Regions from separate parts of the Mus musculus genome. Here region 1 is linked to region 2. Evidence: chromatin contacts called from public capture Hi-C data. All regions are on one chromosome and are shown on one strand. Each heading gives the region's core, a stretch centred on a gene start, on an enhancer-like site or on the middle of the called end of the contact. The rest is flanking DNA. Distances are from core to core; before and after follow the strand shown. Region 1 overlaps Ccser2 (coiled-coil serine rich 2). Region 2 overlaps Gm52113 (a long non-coding RNA gene).

Region 1 (4,491 bases), core at 351-2,850, 2.3 Mb before region 2:
TTGCCTTGTTCCTCTTCACTGGGAGTTGCCATATTACAACTCAGAGATATTTATGTGTATATTTGGATATATTTGCAGATAGTTACTCAAAGGAAATTAAAGAATTTATTTCGTTGCCAAATGGTCTTATTTATATATTTATTTAGTGTTGTATTTATATTTGCCACTCGAAAGGGTTTGTGTGTGTGAAAATACACACACCACACACACACACACACACACATACACACACACACACACATCCTTGCACCAGTATTTGAACAAGTAACTTTTGTGAGGTGGTCACACAATTGCTTTTCCATAGTGCTATGTTAATCATTTCAGGCATCAGGTTTTGCATATAGCATGTGCCAGCTACCTTTATAAATACTGGCTGGAGCCTCCTGTGCTTCTGAGAGTTCACATTCTGACAGGTAGAAGTCTGCACACAAAAGGTTACTGTTCATGTCTTGCACTGTTAAAACAGCCACATTGTGCATTTTGTAGTTATATATGAAATCAGTACCTGACTGAAATTATTTTTCAAAGCCAATAACATTCTACATGACTCTTATAGCCATCTACTGATGTGTTTATAAGTATCTGACATTCAATTTGGATTTGTTCCAGACATTGTGAAGCTGTCTTGAGTGTGTGAAGAAGCAGCCTTTGCTGTGAAGACTTAGAAAGCACAGGCTAAAGCAGCATAGTTTGCTAGTACTGGGACCATTTCATTTGTGTGTTATGATTTTATCTGTGGTTATTTTTAATATCCACAAATAATGTGTTTCTGATTCTGTGGTGTTCAACATCCGACATACAGATAGATGTCTTCCAATTTTGATAAAACATGATTAAGTTAAATTAAGAACCTTTAGTTACTCATACTAAAAAGCATGTGTCACCTATGTCTTGCATGTCACACTTTGTAAGAACTTATTGTCACAATATCCTAATTATTTCTAACCTTAGCTTTCTTTATTTTTTTGTTCTAATCTTTTGAAAATCTGTAACTTGAAAAGAAAAATTTTGCGCTAATGTTTGATTTCCTGATTCATAAATTAATATTTCTATGTGTGAATACATATAATTTATCTTCCCTTCTATAGTGCTCTTCTGCAAAATAATAAGCTGATACTTACAAGTATATGATGGTGGGGTTTATACATACCATAAAGGCTTATTTGTGTGTTGCCTAGGAAGAGGTGTAGAGTTCTGAGATATTTTCTGTAACATATTTGACAACTAGATTTTGAATTCTGATGTATTATTAGTTTGAGCTGCCTGTATGTTAAAAAATGAAATTTACTTCTCATTAACACTGTTGCTGTGTTATTTTAAAAGCGAAGACAAATGTTTCTCTGGTTCCCTTCTTCATTATGCCTCCCTACCCCATCTCTTTCTGCACAGGGTGGGTATTGTGCACCCTCCTTCTCTCCTTGGCAGGGCTCCTTCCAGGGGATGCCACGGACTGTACCGCCGCACCGCAGACAGAGTGAGTCTGTGTCTCTCACTCCCATCCTGCTCTGGCTTCCCCTCCATGGTATTTCCCTGCTGCATGGCCCCTCCCTCTCCAATACCTTCTGCCCCTCCCAGTCATCTGCAGGCACCTGCTCCAGGAGCACTCCCGTGCTCTGCTCTCCTAACCTTTCCCTGACTGCATGCAAACAAGCCTCCACTGTGGCTTCCTGGAAGCCGCCAGAGGTTAATTTCACTGTAATGCTGTGGAAACCTTTCACTGGTGACCCTAGACCTGCTGGCATGCATCTGTCTTTAAGTAGATCTTACGAAGATCATGAAATGTATAAGATAAAATTACGTCTTACCTATTGACTTTTAAAATGCGCACAGACTTGATGGACAGATGCATACTGTTTAGGGGTCAGGCTTACTAGACCACTGCACACTTAAATATCTCCTCATCAAAGGCTTTACCTGTATTTAATTACCATCTAAAACTTTTAAAAAATTTCAAGGCCATTTTAAAACCACTAATGTCTTTTATAATTTGTTAGCTGCTTCACCTCATAGAAGCAGTGGCGTTGAATATGCATGGTTTACTAACACTTTTAATGATTCAGTTATTACAAGACCTGCCACACAGCTTGACTGCTTTAGATTATATATTTTACTGTACCTGGTAAGTTGACTGTATTTTATCTTTTTTTGAAAAGTCACCTACCCCCAAAAGCTAATATTAGTGAAAAAAAAGAGTCAATCAGAGCTAGTTCTACACCTTCTCCATGGTTTGTTCTGTGATTTCTACCATTTTTTCCCACTGGTTTTCCTTAAGTAAAGTATCAGGAGTCCTAAGGGAAATTTTAATCAATTTAGAATAAAATTTATTTTTTGAAAAATTATGTCTTTATTTATCAAAATTATAAATAAGCTGCATGAATTCCAGATTAAAATAAGGATTAGTTATATGATTTGGCTCTGGTAACCTCTCAGGAATGAGTGGGATATGTCTTTCTGTAGAGATTTTTTACAGGATGCTTGCAGCCATAGCTGTAGGGTCATTACATGCCCTTCAGTGTCTCTCACTGAGTTTGAGAGGTTCTTTTGGAAGAGAAATAGGTTTTAACTGCTATACTGAGACTCACTCCTGGGGATAGGTGTTACCATATGCTAGCAAAGCTATTTTTCTACTTCCTTTAGGTTGTGTGTGAGAGAGAGATGAAGGCCATGAAGTCATAGCAATGAACCCAATGTTTTTTTCAGAGACAGTTAAGAACAGGTCTTAGTTTTTTTCCTATACTAAATGAACATTCAACATGATAATACCGGTTTCTGCATTTACGTAGTTTTCCGTTCCCAGCACTCAGCTTTTACAGAGGTTGATTATACATAATAGGCAGGAGTTAAGGAGTATCTCTCTCATTGTAATGTTTCATTTTAAAGCTTCTTTCTGATACCTGCTTGAGCACTGACTAGAGTGTACTATGTTTATCATCAAGTACAGAGGCCAAGAGTGTGGCTGAGTCTTCAGAAGCAGCAGTTGGGTTTTTATTTTGAGTTGTAAGAGTGAGTGGTAGATGTTAGAAGTGGTAGATACAGTATGGAAGGTAGCCTGCAGTAAGCCCACAGTGGTAGGTACTGTATGGAAGGTAGCCTATAGAAAGCACACAGAGCGTGAGAGCATCAGTTATTAGGAGTATGTACCCAGGCCATTTCACAAAGCTGCACTGGCCAGAAATCTTGCTAAATTTAAGAATAACTCTAGGAAATGGAAAGAAGTATAGAAGTTCTGGGCTTTTACATGGCTTTCTCTAGAACTGATGAGTTGTAGTCTTTTTTATTTTTTGTTAAAAATGAATAGTAATACTTACTTTGTACTACCTTTCTTTTGATTTCAAATAAAATTTTTATAGGCTACAGAAAATAACCTCTGATTAGGTACGCAGAGACCCTTCCTGCTGTGTCTGTGGAGACCTCAGTTAAGTGACCTGAGATGCTCCTTCCACGCTAATGTCCACCTGCATGGGGTAGAAAATGATGCAATTCCTTCTGTAGAGTAGGAAAATTAATAAAAACAATTGCTTCTGGCAAGTAGAGGGCCTTAATGACAAGTCCAGATAGTGTCTCCTGCCATTCTTGGTGCTTCAAAATCATATTTAAGAATGACGCCCATTTGTTGCTACACCTAACATAAGAATTTTCTCTTGCTTATGTCACTTAAAATTACTTAGTAATTCTCTGTATGTTTTCTGTGTAAAGCAGCTTGAATGGAAAGAAACGGACACAAATCATATAAAGTACATCTCCATCTGCCTAACAGTTCAGTATTTTCGGATGTGTTTCTTGATGCCTAAATTTATATTCTTATAATTATATTTACCAAAATTATATTGACATGGTGGAATTTATAGCCTGCCTATTTTCTATAACTTACTCTGCCTTTTCACTCTTTTTTTTTGGCTCAAGAATTATGTCTCAGGGTCCATAGCCTTAATCTAATAATTAAATACAGCATTTTTGAAATTATTTCCAAAAATATTTGGAAACATTTATGTATAGTTTATAAAATATAGCCACATATTTAAGAAAAGGATAAATATATCATTGAATATGTAGGTGTTTTATTTGAATTCTCACTTTATCTGCACATAACTCATAGAGCTATTAATTCTTATTTTATAGTCAGAAATGTAAATCAACTAATCAGAGTGATGTTGCAACTTGTTCAGGAGAAGTAAACATACCACAATTGAATTTCATTCTAAATCCAGAGCCTGCGTCTTACAGTTTATTGTAGATGACTTTTTCCTCTGATAAACAGTATAATGGGTTCAGTATAAAGGAGCTAAAAGATCTAAATAGTTTTATGTACTTCCTTCTAGTCTTTTATAAAGAGATAATCTTTTGTAGTTCCTGATACTTTTGAATCATATAAACATGTTTCACGTAGTATAACTTGAAATCACTCTTTTTTGGTAGATGATAATGTATTTGAGAGTAATTATAATTGAATCTTTTTCTTCTAGTCCACATAAATGACTACAGTGCATTTGA
Region 2 (4,176 bases), core at 1,323-3,822:
TGAGAGCTCCTGAGACAAGGTCAAATACAAGCTGGAAACTTGGGACATGAGGTCTAACCCCAGAAAGGCACAGCAAAAGGATAGGGGTCCCCTTGTCTGCCTTTCCCGGTGGCAAGAGGGGCTAATTGGAACAACTAATGTTATTCAGAATGTTCTAGTTGTCCTAACACCAGGAGCTTAGGTTAAGTGCTGTAAAACCAGCAAACAGCACCTCACCGGGATGTGACAGAGCACCTACACAGAGTGGCCCACTTTATACACCTGGGCCAGCTGACAGACGCCACCAGCCCTCAGCTACCAGAGTCCCCACTCCTAGGAAATCTGAAAACTGAAAACCTTCCCAGAAGCACACCCCGGCTCCAAGTGCTCTGGGCAGGAGGTACCACCAGAGATGTCCTGTCCTAGAATGGGCTACTGCTGAATCAGCTGCTGGCCTCCTCCCCTGGGTCCTTCCGATGGAGCCTGTTATTCCTTGCTCTTCTGCCGAAGCAAGTAATTATGTCTATTATTGGAGCAAGTAATTTGTTATCTAAGCATTTGTTCCACTGTGGGCTCCTGGAGGGCAGGAACTATTTCTTTGTGTTTTTACAGTTTTTTTTTTTTGTTTCAAAATATTTACTTTATTTTTAAACTTTTTTGTTTTTAAAACGTTTCAATTGAAATAGAATTACATCACATCCCCCTCCCTTTCTCACCCAGCCGCCCTGCGCTAAATTGATAGCCTCTTTTTCTTTGATTATGTTTGTCACATACAGAAGCCGTCTGTAACTATAGCTTGGAAGCAGCTGGCACAGCACTAGAGAGAGGAGTGGAGCCCTCTACCTAACGAATCCCTTTAGCGCCCCCTGTCCTGAGATGCGGCAGTGCCACCCAGTGGCAGGCTGGGTGTACTGAGGCTACTTATGCAGTCCCTTTCCAAAAAGCAGGGTTCACCTGGAGAGCTGCCCCCCCATACACACCCTCCTCAGCCAAGGCCAACAAGAACACAAGTGGCAGAGAGATGTGTTCTGTGCCTTTGGACTTTGGAGGTATAATGAGCGGCCCTTGAAAGGGTCCCTAGCGTCTTCCCCCTGGCAAGGCCTCCATTTTCCTGTTTCTAGTCAGCCAAACTCAGTCTCTGGGATGGGGAATGTAACTCAAAGCCTTTGCCTAGTATTCACAAAATCCTGGGGCTGAGCCCTAGCACTGCATAAAACCAGGTGTGGTCATGCATGCCTGCAACTGAGGCGGTAGATACAACAGAGAAGAAAGGTCTCCTGGAAATGGAACATTTGAGATGTTGGGAAGACCTCTTCAGATAGCAGGCATGGAATCTACTTTTGAAGGAACTCAGGAGTCTCCACTCCTGTGGTAGACCCTTACTTGTGACTATGGAGGCAAACTCCAACTTGGACCAGGGAGGGACACTGAAAACACCTAGACAGAGCCCAACAGGAGTCAGCGGCACAGAAAAGCACAGTTATTATCTGTGAACAGGTTTTTTGAAGCCTTTTTACTAGAAGCTGGTAGACCCCTCTCCTTGAATCTGCAAGTTTGCTTCTGAAGTTGGGCTTGTGGACAGTAGGCACAGCCATTAGCACACTGTCCCTCCGAGAGACTGCTTCTCTTTGTGTTCTTATGTCCCTTTCTTACCTGTCACTTGATCCTCCCCATATTTCATTCTTATTTTATCCCGTGTGTGTGTGTGTGTGTGTGTGTGTGTGCCCGCCCTGCACGTGTGTCATGGTATGGGGGGGGGGGGTGTCAGAGTTCAACCAACATGTGGGTGGTGGGTAGGGAGGCTTCACCTCTGTGAAAACAGAGGTGCGGCCTTTCCCATCTCTGCAGCCTGGGTAGCCAGCCTATCCACACTTCACTTTTCAGAGCCGTGGTGGTCCTCTCTGGGTGGACTGAGGAGCCTCTGTAGGTAGGATGTTCCTGTGGGTGGAACTCTCCAGGATCCACCACTCAGACCCTGAAGCAGATGGGCCCCCTGCGTGTAAAGTTGGCACATGATGTTCCCAAGGGCAACCCAAGGCTGGGTGGGACCTGTGTGGCCAGGGAAGGGAGCCTCAGTACACCAGGTAAATACTTCCCTACGCCCCAAATCCTCAAAGGAATTCTTTGTTTCTGCACTCCTGTGTTGACTTAGCTGAGGAATGCAGGGTGTCGCAGAGAAATGCTCACTGGCTTGTTTTTTTGTGGCTTGCTCAATTTTCTTATATAATTGGCTGGACCCTCCCACCTCAATCATCAATCAAGGTGTTCATACATATTAAAAAAAAAAAAACTAAGGGACCTCCCAGGTAGTCTCAGAATAATTAACCACCCACAGAACAGCACTAGGCAGATCTCCCCTCCTGTCTTCTCAGAGTCTGTCTCTGCTTTGGTCCCTGAGTGATGACTAGCTTGTGAAGCCTAGTTCCATTCACGAGTCACAAAGCATTGCTTCTCCTGTTCCCTATTCCAGACTCAGTATCCTTCACTTTGTATAGAAGGCGGAGCTGATAGCAGAAGTCCTTGGAGAGGAGGGCTAGTGAGGTGACTCAGCAGGTGAAGATGCTGGCTGCCCTACCAAACTACTAGTCCGTGTGGGACTGTCCTCGGGGCGATGCGGAAGTGCCTGCACTGCCGGAGGTAAACAAGTTCCTGCCCCCACCGAAACAGGAGCAAACAGGAGGTTCACGTTCCCACCGCTTTGCAACACTGTTTCAGTACCTCCCCTCCCCCTCTTTCCCAGGCGCTAGCTGATGGAGGCCAACACCAAAGAATGACCATCATCTCCCCCACCAACGCTGGCGAACCTTTCTCTTTTCTCCTGGGTAATAATACTGTGTCCCAGGCTTGCTCAGCGGGTGGCCATAGGAGTCTGGGAGACCCGGTCCAGTGGACAGGGTTTTGGGGTTCCGCTTAGAGTTGCTTCAGTCTATAGAAAGCTGAGCCGGGCTCTGCCTCTTCTATCGCATGACCCCCACCCGGTGGTGGTGTCCCCAAGAGGAGATCACCCGGATTCCCCCCACCCCCTTCTACCTCTGCGCAGAGGGAACGCTGCTACTTTCGGAGTTGTACTCCTTGGTCCGGGATATTCCTAGACCCTGCGCCTGAGGGGCTGGGAGCGCAGCGCTTTGTTATTCAGCCGGAAAGATGCCCCAAGAATTAAAAGACTTTATAAAATGTAGGTTGACTACACCACCTGCACCTGCCTTCATTGTTGCTCTCTCACAGAATTTCAGAAATGCGCTAGGCCTCCTGGTGCATGCCTATAATCCGAAGGCAGGACTCCTGGGGTTTGAGGCCCTGTGACACGTAGAAAGACCTTGTTTCAAGAAATTTAGAAATACCAGCATATTAAAGACGCCTCCCCCCCCCCAAAAAAAAGACATATCCAAAACTATGGGTCTTTGGGCTTTTGTACGACTCCTATTAGGAGTTACGAACACGTGTGAAATTACCTCAGATAGGGGACCAAAAACAAACGAAACAACATTGCTCCTAAATCCAACTTGTTGAGCAAATAAGTAAATTACAGTCTGGGAACTGATACTCTCAGAAGAGGGGGGAAAATCACATCTATATTAAAGATTTTGCAATACCAATTAACTGATTAGAACTTTGTGATTTGGAGAGTTGGAATGTTGCAGAGCCAAATTTCTTGGACTACTTCAGTGCCCTTAGTAAACATTCATTATCCATCTTTGTCTAACATCTTTACATCTTTGAGGCAGTCATGTGAAGCCTTTTAAGAAGTGTTGACTTACTCGATCGCTAGTTTCTATCTACCTGAAGCTAACAGTGTCACTCACTGTTAAATTACTTCTGGTGTCTATATCTGAGGTTTTTCTACTGGGTCCCTGGTCACCTGCTTTCCCCATGGAGGCATCTAACAGTGTCTTGGTTTATGATTTCCTTTGGTCTATTACCATAAAATTTGCATGAAACTTGTATATCCTCCCTCTTCCAGACAAAAGTGTCTTAAGACCTGTTGCAGATGAATGGCAATCCCTGGACCCTTGCTAGTGCCCGCTAGACTCGCTGCCCCCCCCAACCCCTCCCCTTACACAAACTAGGTCAGAGTAGAACACTGTTCACAGCCACACAGAGTAGAACATTTGTCACAGAGGGCTTAACACATCCCAGGCACTGAAAGGCTTGAAAATAAGCAGACTGTAGAAGAGATAAACTCACGCATAGTCTTGA

What was found. Capture Hi-C pulls out chosen DNA fragments and counts their contacts.
Region 1: a contact with region 2 is called in a capture Hi-C map of embryonic stem cells, with 4 times the contacts expected there. The contact joins two enhancer-like sites. A contact is called at or near these places in 3 of 39 promoter capture datasets (cranial neural crest, liver and pre-B cells), 2 of 115 datasets of contacts at active chromatin or transcription factors (embryonic stem cells and epiblast stem cells) and 1 of 9 other capture datasets (embryonic stem cells).

The regions. Positions count from the first base shown.
Region 1 is chr14:36,887,325-36,891,815 of GRCm38.p6, reverse strand. Ccser2 (coiled-coil serine rich 2) reads left to right here. Exons shown (of 11, transcript NM_027045.1): 10 at 1,390-1,474. Among named protein-coding and RNA genes, the nearest start is that of Ccser2, 79 kb to the left of the region's middle. Within about 2 kb of position 1,600, at least 15 of the 459 cell types and tissues checked have an H3K27ac peak or open chromatin away from gene starts, as enhancers often do. A contact at or near this core is called in embryonic stem cells, where this site is marked.
Region 2 is chr14:34,613,692-34,617,867 of GRCm38.p6, reverse strand. It overlaps Gm52113 (a long non-coding RNA gene), which reads left to right. Exons shown (of 3, transcript XR_003951117.1): 2 at 2,450-2,616; 3 at 2,720-3,257. Among named protein-coding and RNA genes, the nearest start is that of Gm52113, 4.6 kb to the left of the region's middle. Within about 2 kb of position 2,572, at least 58 of the 459 cell types and tissues checked have an H3K27ac peak or open chromatin away from gene starts, as enhancers often do. A contact at or near this core is called in embryonic stem cells, where this site is marked.